Linked DNA regions of Pan troglodytes: region 2 is linked to region 1. The links are chromatin contacts, called in public capture Hi-C maps. All regions are on one chromosome and are shown on one strand. The core of a region is the stretch at or near the end of the contact, and the rest is flanking DNA. Distances in the headings are between cores, read along the strand shown.

Region 1 (3,953 bases), core at 768-3,267:
AGAAACACTCATAGAGCAATGGTGCTTTACTAGGATCCACAGAGATGTTTCAGGGACTTCATGAAGCCTCTGAAATTGTCTGTAAAACTGTGTGGCTTTGCATTTTTTCTTTTGCTCTGTCACTCAGGCTGGAGTGCAGTGGCATGATCTTGGTTCACTGCAAACTCTGCCTCCCAGGTTCACACCATTCTCCTGCCTCAGCCTCCTGAGTAGCTGGGACTACAGGTACCTGCCACCACGCCTGGCTAATTTTTTGCCTTTTTAGTAGAGACAGTGTTTCACCGTGTTAGCCAGGATGGTCTCAATCTCCTGACCTCGTGATCCGCCTGCCTCAGCCTCCCAAAGTGCTGGGATTACAGGTGTGTGCCACCACGCCCAGCTGGCTTTGCATTTTTAAGGGGAACAGTGGTGACTGCTTTCATCAGTCCATGACTGATGAAACACAATCCATGACTCAAAAAAATTTAAGAATAGGCTTGGGGATAAGACTAGAAGTGAATGAGATTAATTCCAAACTAAAAGGAACCCAATTTTTCAATACCCTGAAGACTGCTTGGGCCAGGCTGCCAATGGAACCATCTAAGGAGAACACAGCCCTCAACTTTCTGGTCTGAGTGGCAAAAGGGATCCCGTAAGAAAAAATTTGTCTGGGAAAACTAGATGTGTTTGTGACCACAGGTGACAGGGAAAGGAGTAATCATCACAAGTTCTAACTACTAATTAGGTAGTCTTAAAAACCACAGGTCAAAAGTAACAAGCAAGGCCGTGTTCTCTGGAATCATGGAAAAGGTTTTGGCTGTCATTGTCAAGAGACATGAACGGAAGGTTTCTGCAGCCTTTCAAAGCCAGGGCAGCCTTGGCCTTCAAATCCCTGATTCAATCCCTCCCCATTATACCTGTGTGTGGACAGTGAGCCCAGAAAAGGCTGCATGTATCTCAGGAGACCTAATGCAATCACAGGGGTCTTTGTTTTCTTATTTCTGATGTCAACACCAGCCCCAGGAGTGGGCAAAGGCCTTGGTACTTGGCCACAGGGAACTGGATACACGTCAGCCATTGCAATTTCCCTGGGAAACGGAAAATATTTTCCCCACTGTATGGATGAGGAAATAGAAGCAAAGGGAGAAATGTCCAAGGTTTTTCAAGGCGGTGAAGAGCCAAGAGTTCTGAGGTTAAGGCTTGTAGCTAAATACTCCTCACCAGCTCTGGCTGTATATTCCATCTCCTTTTGGGAACCAAGCAGTTCTGGAGATTGGAGAAAACACTAGTTGCTAAGGACAAGATGTGGGATACATTTTACACCACACAATCATACATATGGAATCCATCATACATTAAAATAGAAAATTTGAGGCCTTGCTGGGTAAATGAGATAGGAAAAGAGAACCTGGGGGTTACTCATCATTTTCCAAATCAGAGATTTATATCCCTTTTGGAAAGGAGAAGGAAAATCTGGCTGCAGCCCAGTTTTGAGTAATATTTGCCACTGAGAAGCTGTATGCAAAGATTCCTGGCACAGGCTGCAGAGAGCTCTTCCGACTGGGCTCTGGCCAGTCCTTGTAAATGATTGAGATTTAAAACCCTATCAAATCTGAGAAGCAGGGAGTATCCTCAATATAGTACCATAAATCCCTTATAGTAGGAATGTTCAGGGAAAAATGATGTCTATGTATACCTATATACATACATATATATTTTAAGTCAAGAAGTGTTGACATCACCAATTAACAGTGATCTAAATGGCTGGATCGTGGTTATTTTCTTTCTTAAATATATTTTCTGATTTTTCTGCAATTAAAAATCCATTGCTTGTAAAATAAAGGAAATATAAAATATAAAAGCTAATAAAGTGTCAATAGAGAGCCAGAACTTATCTCATTCAACTGACTCATTGAAGAAAATAAACGAAGGCGTGCAGAGTGGGGGAGCACCTTGCTTGTGGTTACTTGGCAGTCCAGCAAGGGATGCAGGGCCAGGACCCTGGAAATCCCCTGACTTCCTGCCCTCCACACCACCCTGCTGCAGCTGCTGGATTCCTTAGGCTAGGAAACCCCCTAAAAAGCTCGGTGCTAGGTGAGCAAGAGTTTTACATGTTATTGTAAAATTCAAAACAGCAGCTTTAAGCATTAGACAACGTATACCAGATTCCAACTCCAAGGATGGCCAAAATTAAAACGGCACTCACAAAGACAAGAGGACGATTCGTAGAAAATTGGGTGTCCCAGGCTCAGCCACAACTGCTCTACTGAACAACTTCATAACTGTGCCATGTTTTGTTGTCTCTGGCTATTATACACGCAATTCTCCACTGCCTGGAATTCCTTGTGTTCTCTCCCCTAGGTGTTTCTAGAAACTCCTACTTGACCCTTTAACATCAACTCAGAAGTCATCCTCTGCAAGGCCTTCCCTAGTCATCCACATTTACAAAATTAATTGGTATTGGGATGCCGTAACAAGAGGACAGACCTTGCTTTAGGGCATTTCACAACGGAACAGATCATTACTGGCTTATGAGTCTGTCTCACCCTCTAGACAGTGTTCCTTGAGGACAGTGGCTATTTTAATCATCTTTGTATCTCTGGCACACAGCAGGGACTCAAATGTCAGTTGAATTAAATGAATGTCTGCTAACAGATAACAGTTTAACCCTTCCTTTCAAATCTATCATTTGCCTTTCTAAGTGGTGCATTTGCAAAGCCCTTAGGTGACAAGTTGCTTTGGGACAGAGGTTTCTCTTAAACATTTAAGTAGCTGGCTGAGCACAGTGGCTCACGCCTGTAATCCCAGCACTTTGGGAGGTCAAGGTGGGCAGATTACAAGGTCAAGAGATTGAGACCACCCTGGCCAACATGGTGAAACCCCGTCTCTACTGAAAATACAAAAATTAGCTGGGTGTGGTGGCGCACGCCTGTAGTCCCAGCTCCCCAGCAGGCTGAGGCAGGAGAATCACTTGAACCCAGGAGGCGGAGGCTGCAATGAGCTGAGATCACGCCACTGCACTCCAGCCTGGCAAGAGAGCAAGACTCCGTCCCAAAACAAACAAACAAACAAACAAATACTATTTAAGTAGCTAAGTTGACTTTTTGGTATTTCATGCTTCTTTTTGGCGGGGGTTTGGGGGCATGGGCATGACAGAGTCTTGCTCTGTCGCCCAGGCTATAGTGCCATGGCATGATCTCAACCTCTGGGCTCAAGGATCTTCCCACCTCAGCCCCCCAAGTAGCTGGGACAACAGGCATAGGCCACCACGCCGGGCCAATTTTTGTATTCTTTGTAGAGGCAGGATTTCACCATGTTGCCCAGGCTGGTCTCAAACTCTTAGGCTCAGGTGATCTGCCCACCTCAGCCCCCACAAAGTGCTGGGATTACAGGTGTGAGCCACCATGCCTAGCCTTTCATGCTTCATAAGTAACAAGAAAACATGATAGAAGGTAGGTAGGATTATATAATATCAAAAAAATAAATGGACAGGCTGGCTATAACCAAGGCCAAAACAAAGTACGATTTACCAGCTGACATTTATTATTCCTACCCAACCCTTACCCTATCACTCTTCAAGATATATGCCCAGATACACACAGAAAGCTAATAGCAAGTCACTTTGAGGAGTTTAATCATAACCCATCAACAGAAGAACCTATTGCATAGTCAACACCAGAATGAGTGCATTATTAGGGTTGCTAATCACTGAAATCTCAAGATCAGGTTTCTGGGCACATCTTGCTGCATCTGCGCAGGTCCCAGATGGTATGCAAACCAAGTTTGGAGCCTGATTCTTCACAACAGGCTGTTCCTGCACTATCAAGAAGGTTGTGAGTAATAGAATTGTGCAACAAGAGCAAGAATACTCTGCACGCAGTCTCCTCCTGCACAGTCCTGCTCCTGACTCTGCAGGTCTGAAAAAAGGTTTTGGTCAACTTCTGGGTCCCAGAAACAAGGTTATTATTGCAAAG
Region 2 (3,727 bases), core at 915-3,414, 270 kb before region 1:
TTAGTTAAGTCCTCTCACCATTGTTCCCTGTAATTGTTACTGTTAATTCAGACCAGCAGGAAAATGAGCCAAACAGTATTCTTCATGCCCATTGTTAAGATTAAAATGTCTCTTTTTTATTTTTTTGTCTTGGGAGGTGAAGCTGTCATTTGCTTGCCACATTTGTAAGAAAAACAGCATAAACCCAGGAGCCAACCCTCCTAGAAATACCAGTTACCGTCGTGTATTCTATAAAACATGACATTCTGTCTTGAGATTGCAGTGAATGGCGGCCTGTGGTTGGGTGGGGAGGTGTGGAGAGGGAAAAGAGGAATGATCGGAGCCCTTGGATTTTAGGGCTCGGGCAGACAACACAGAGGCTGCCGAGATGGACATCCAAGCTTAGAGAGGTGGAATCACTTGATGAAGATTGCATGGCTAGCGAAGGTTATGGCCTGGGAACTGGATTTTTCTGACTCTGTATCCAGTGCTCTTTTTGCTAGAAAGCAGTGTGAAGAGTACAGAGGGCTCAGCTTGGGAGGCCCGTCACTGCTCTCAGCTCCAGGCTGGCCTTCCTCACCTCCTTGCTGCCTACTCCCAGCCTCCCTGCAGACGCTCTTAGGACAGTCCTCTCCTCCTCGGGTCAGTCCTTCCTTTCCAGACCCCCTCTTCTCTTTCCTGGCATCTGAATGCCTGACCAGGGCCGTGCTTCGTTGTTGCTGGGGTCACAGTCATCTTGCTTCTCTGAGAGCCTGGATTGTGGCTAGTCCTCAGAGCCTGGCTAGAAACCTAGTTCTTTCTCAAAGCCATCCCTGGTTCTCACATGGTATGGAGCTTTGAGGTGACTCCCAGTGCTTACCTGGCTTGCTATGCGAGTGGCCTGCTTTGCTGTGGTGAGAACTTGGGGTGTGCTCTCCCTCCCCTCGAGAATGCGACACCACACACTGTCAGACCCTATTGGAGTTACTGACCTCAGCTACTGCACCCCAGTGGACATCTCAGCTCTAGAGTTTGACAGATACGTTGAGGGCTTAGCCACAGCAGGCTGGGCTCTGCCAGCCGCTTCTGCAAAGATCCCCAGCTCAGGTGCTCCTAGCCTGTTAGCCTTCCAGCCTAAAGGCCCTGCCAACACCAGCACCCCTGGGAACTCCTCTAGCCTCCGGGGGCCTTATATGTCACCGTGGATCCCTCCCTGTGTTGGACACCATCTCTGGAGCGAACCACTCATATAAAAGGCACACCTCAAACTTAATCAGATGTCACTTTCCACAGAGGCCTGCTTCCATCCTAAGTGAGCAACTGGACTTTAATATTTGGGAAGCACTCCCTGTGTGGTGAATGGACCTCGTCTGTCGTGTGTGCTCCCTGCGAGGCCTGTTCTCATTATTCTCCCCTCCTTAGGGATCATGAGCCTTTGTATGGCAATAGACCGTGTGCTTCAGGAAATCATACTTTGATCATCTCTTTATTGTAACCACACAGAGCATCACAAAGCTGTGCACATGCGCTCCCTCCTGACTTCCTTCAGTCTTCAGTTCGCTCCTTCTTTTAGGCTTCTCACTTTCCTCTGTTCCCAGCTTAGATTCTGGAGCTCTCCCTTCCCATTTGTTCTTTCAAGAAATGTTTAGTGGTCACCCACCAGTGTCAGGCTTTGTGTTAGGTGCTGGGGAAACAATGATAAGGCAAAACAGCACGGCTGTGAATGGGAGGGAGATGGCCGTTCATCAGAGGAGTACACAGGCCTGAAATGACACCTGCCTGCGTCCTCCGAGGGCAGGCTCCTATGCAGTGAGACGAGTCACTAGAAACCCCCCACCACCAGCCGGAACCAGACACAAACTGGAAACCCCACTGTTTCCTCCGGCAAATGCTGTCTCTTCTTAGGACCCCTTAGTCCCCGCACTCCCCACCCTATGTGGGGTAAACAGGAAATCCTGCCTTGTCCATTTCTGGGCTCACTGCAGTCAAGTGTTGGTAGGTTTATCCATTTCAAGTCCTATTCCAGCTACTGGGTGTTGATAATTTAAGAAGATAGGCTGAGAATGGGGGTGGTGGGTTTGGTTTGCCCCTTCTGTGTAAAGCAGATGGGAATTGTTTAAATACAAATGACCAGGTGGTGCCATCCCTGTGGGAAGGAAGCCAGGCTGTTTGTTAGGTGGGCTCACGTCGCCCCCTAGTCCTGCCCACGAGCAACTAACTCATTGGGATGTTGAACTCTGGTGGGTATGAAAAGCAGCCAGGTGCCCTCCTCAGTTCAGTTCAGAATCTCCAGGGTAGTGGTCCTGACCCCTAAGGGGAGGGGAGCTTGCAAAAATTACGTGGGTAGCTATTTTCAAACGATACTGCTAAGTGTAGTTATTTCCTGGGTGTAAATTCAAAATTCATCTACTGCAGATTTACCAAATTATCCTCCTGGACACCCATGGCTTTCAAAACCTCCTGGGTGATTGTAATGTATGGCCACGGTTCAAAACTGCTCTAATAGTGGGTGGATTTCTGTTGGCCCTAATAATGCCAATGGCCTCACAAATAGAAGCCTCAAATAGAAGATCCACAGGAGGATAAGGTAATGCTGGCAAACTCATCCTTGGAAAAATTGAATTGTTTGCATTTCAAAAAGAATTTTGTGGTATTGGCCATTATTTGACTTAATTGAATATTTTTCAACAAAAACCGTTTATTCTAGTTAATGTTACTAAATATAGTTGTGTTGGTGATGAAATAAAATCTAAACCACCTGCTTGTTTTATAAAGATTCTGTCTTCTCTCACTGGGGTTTCAGGCCAGTAATTAATCCAGGACATGTTAACTGTTGAATGCCTGCTCTTACAGGCATTGGGCATAGACAAAGAAAAATATGGTATGGGTTTCATTTCAAAGAGATCACCGTGTGATGAGGAAGGTGGATTTGTTGAAATATTTTAAGATACTTACAGGTGCAGGTTAATAATCTTAACATTGCAAATGATCTTTTTCTCATACCTCGTTTTATTTGCCTGCCTTTTGCAAAGCTAATAAGGTAAAATTCATGCCTTGCAAGTTAACAGTAATTGTGGACTCTAAAAACTCCCCTTATTTTTAGTTAAAAGTAAGACCCTGGGTGCAGTGGAAAATCACAGCTTCTGGTCCCAGCTCTGCTGCTCTTTGCGTGAGTTTAGAGGAGCCAAGGAGCCTGCTTGGTATCTGTTTCCTCATCTCCGCATTGTCGCGAGAACTGAGAAAGAAACAGGATATGCAGAAGATATGCACTGTGCCATGGAGTGTGGCACTTAGTATCCTTTGTTGTGTTTCTATCCCCTCAACTCTAGGAAAAATAACATTTTAAGACAATAGGGCATTGACCTCTTGAGCTGTATCAGAGAATGATGATTTGGCTAAGGAGAAAATGCCCAATAATGATTTGCTTGATCTGGGTTTCTTGATTTGTGGCATTATTGTCACTTTTGCCAAATAATGCTTTGTTGTGGTGGTGGTGGTGGGGGGTGTCCTATGCATTGTAGGATGTTTGGCAGCATCCCTGGCCCCTAACCACTAGATGTTAATAACACCCCCAAATTTGAAATAACCAGACATCGCCAGATGTCTCCTGAGGAGGGCAGAATCTCCTTGGTTGAGAGCCTCTGGCCGGGGCCCTTCCCTCTGTGTTGTCTCGGGTGAATTCTATCCCTCTGCCTGCTATAAGTGTCACAGAGTTCTTACTGTCCATCAGAGAAGTGCGAAGTAAAGTCGTAGTGTGGCTGCTCCAGAC

The links. Capture Hi-C pulls out chosen DNA fragments and counts their contacts.
Region 2: a capture Hi-C map of stem cell-derived neural stem cells shows a contact between it and region 1, with 7 times the contacts expected there. The contact joins two enhancer-like sites. A contact is called at or near these places in 5 of 7 Hi-C or Micro-C datasets (blood, induced pluripotent stem cells, a lymphoblastoid cell line and 1 more), 1 of 1 datasets of contacts at active chromatin or transcription factors (stem cell-derived excitatory neurons) and 1 of 1 other capture datasets (stem cell-derived neural stem cells).

Annotation. Positions count from the first base shown.
Region 1 is chr2:15,403,570-15,407,522 of NHGRI_mPanTro3-v2.0_pri, reverse strand. All of the region lies in intron 17 of ATG7 (autophagy related 7), which reads right to left. Among named protein-coding and RNA genes, the nearest start is that of ATG7, 110 kb to the right of the region's middle. Within about 2 kb of position 2,017, at least 2 of the 24 cell types and tissues checked have an H3K27ac peak or open chromatin away from gene starts, as enhancers often do. A contact at or near this core is called in stem cell-derived neural stem cells, where this site is marked.
Region 2 is chr2:15,670,933-15,674,659 of NHGRI_mPanTro3-v2.0_pri, reverse strand. The region is part of intron 2 of VGLL4 (vestigial like family member 4); the gene reads left to right. Among named protein-coding and RNA genes, the nearest start is that of VGLL4, 66 kb to the left of the region's middle. Within about 2 kb of position 2,164, at least 3 of the 24 cell types and tissues checked have an H3K27ac peak or open chromatin away from gene starts, as enhancers often do. A contact at or near this core is called in stem cell-derived neural stem cells, where this site is marked.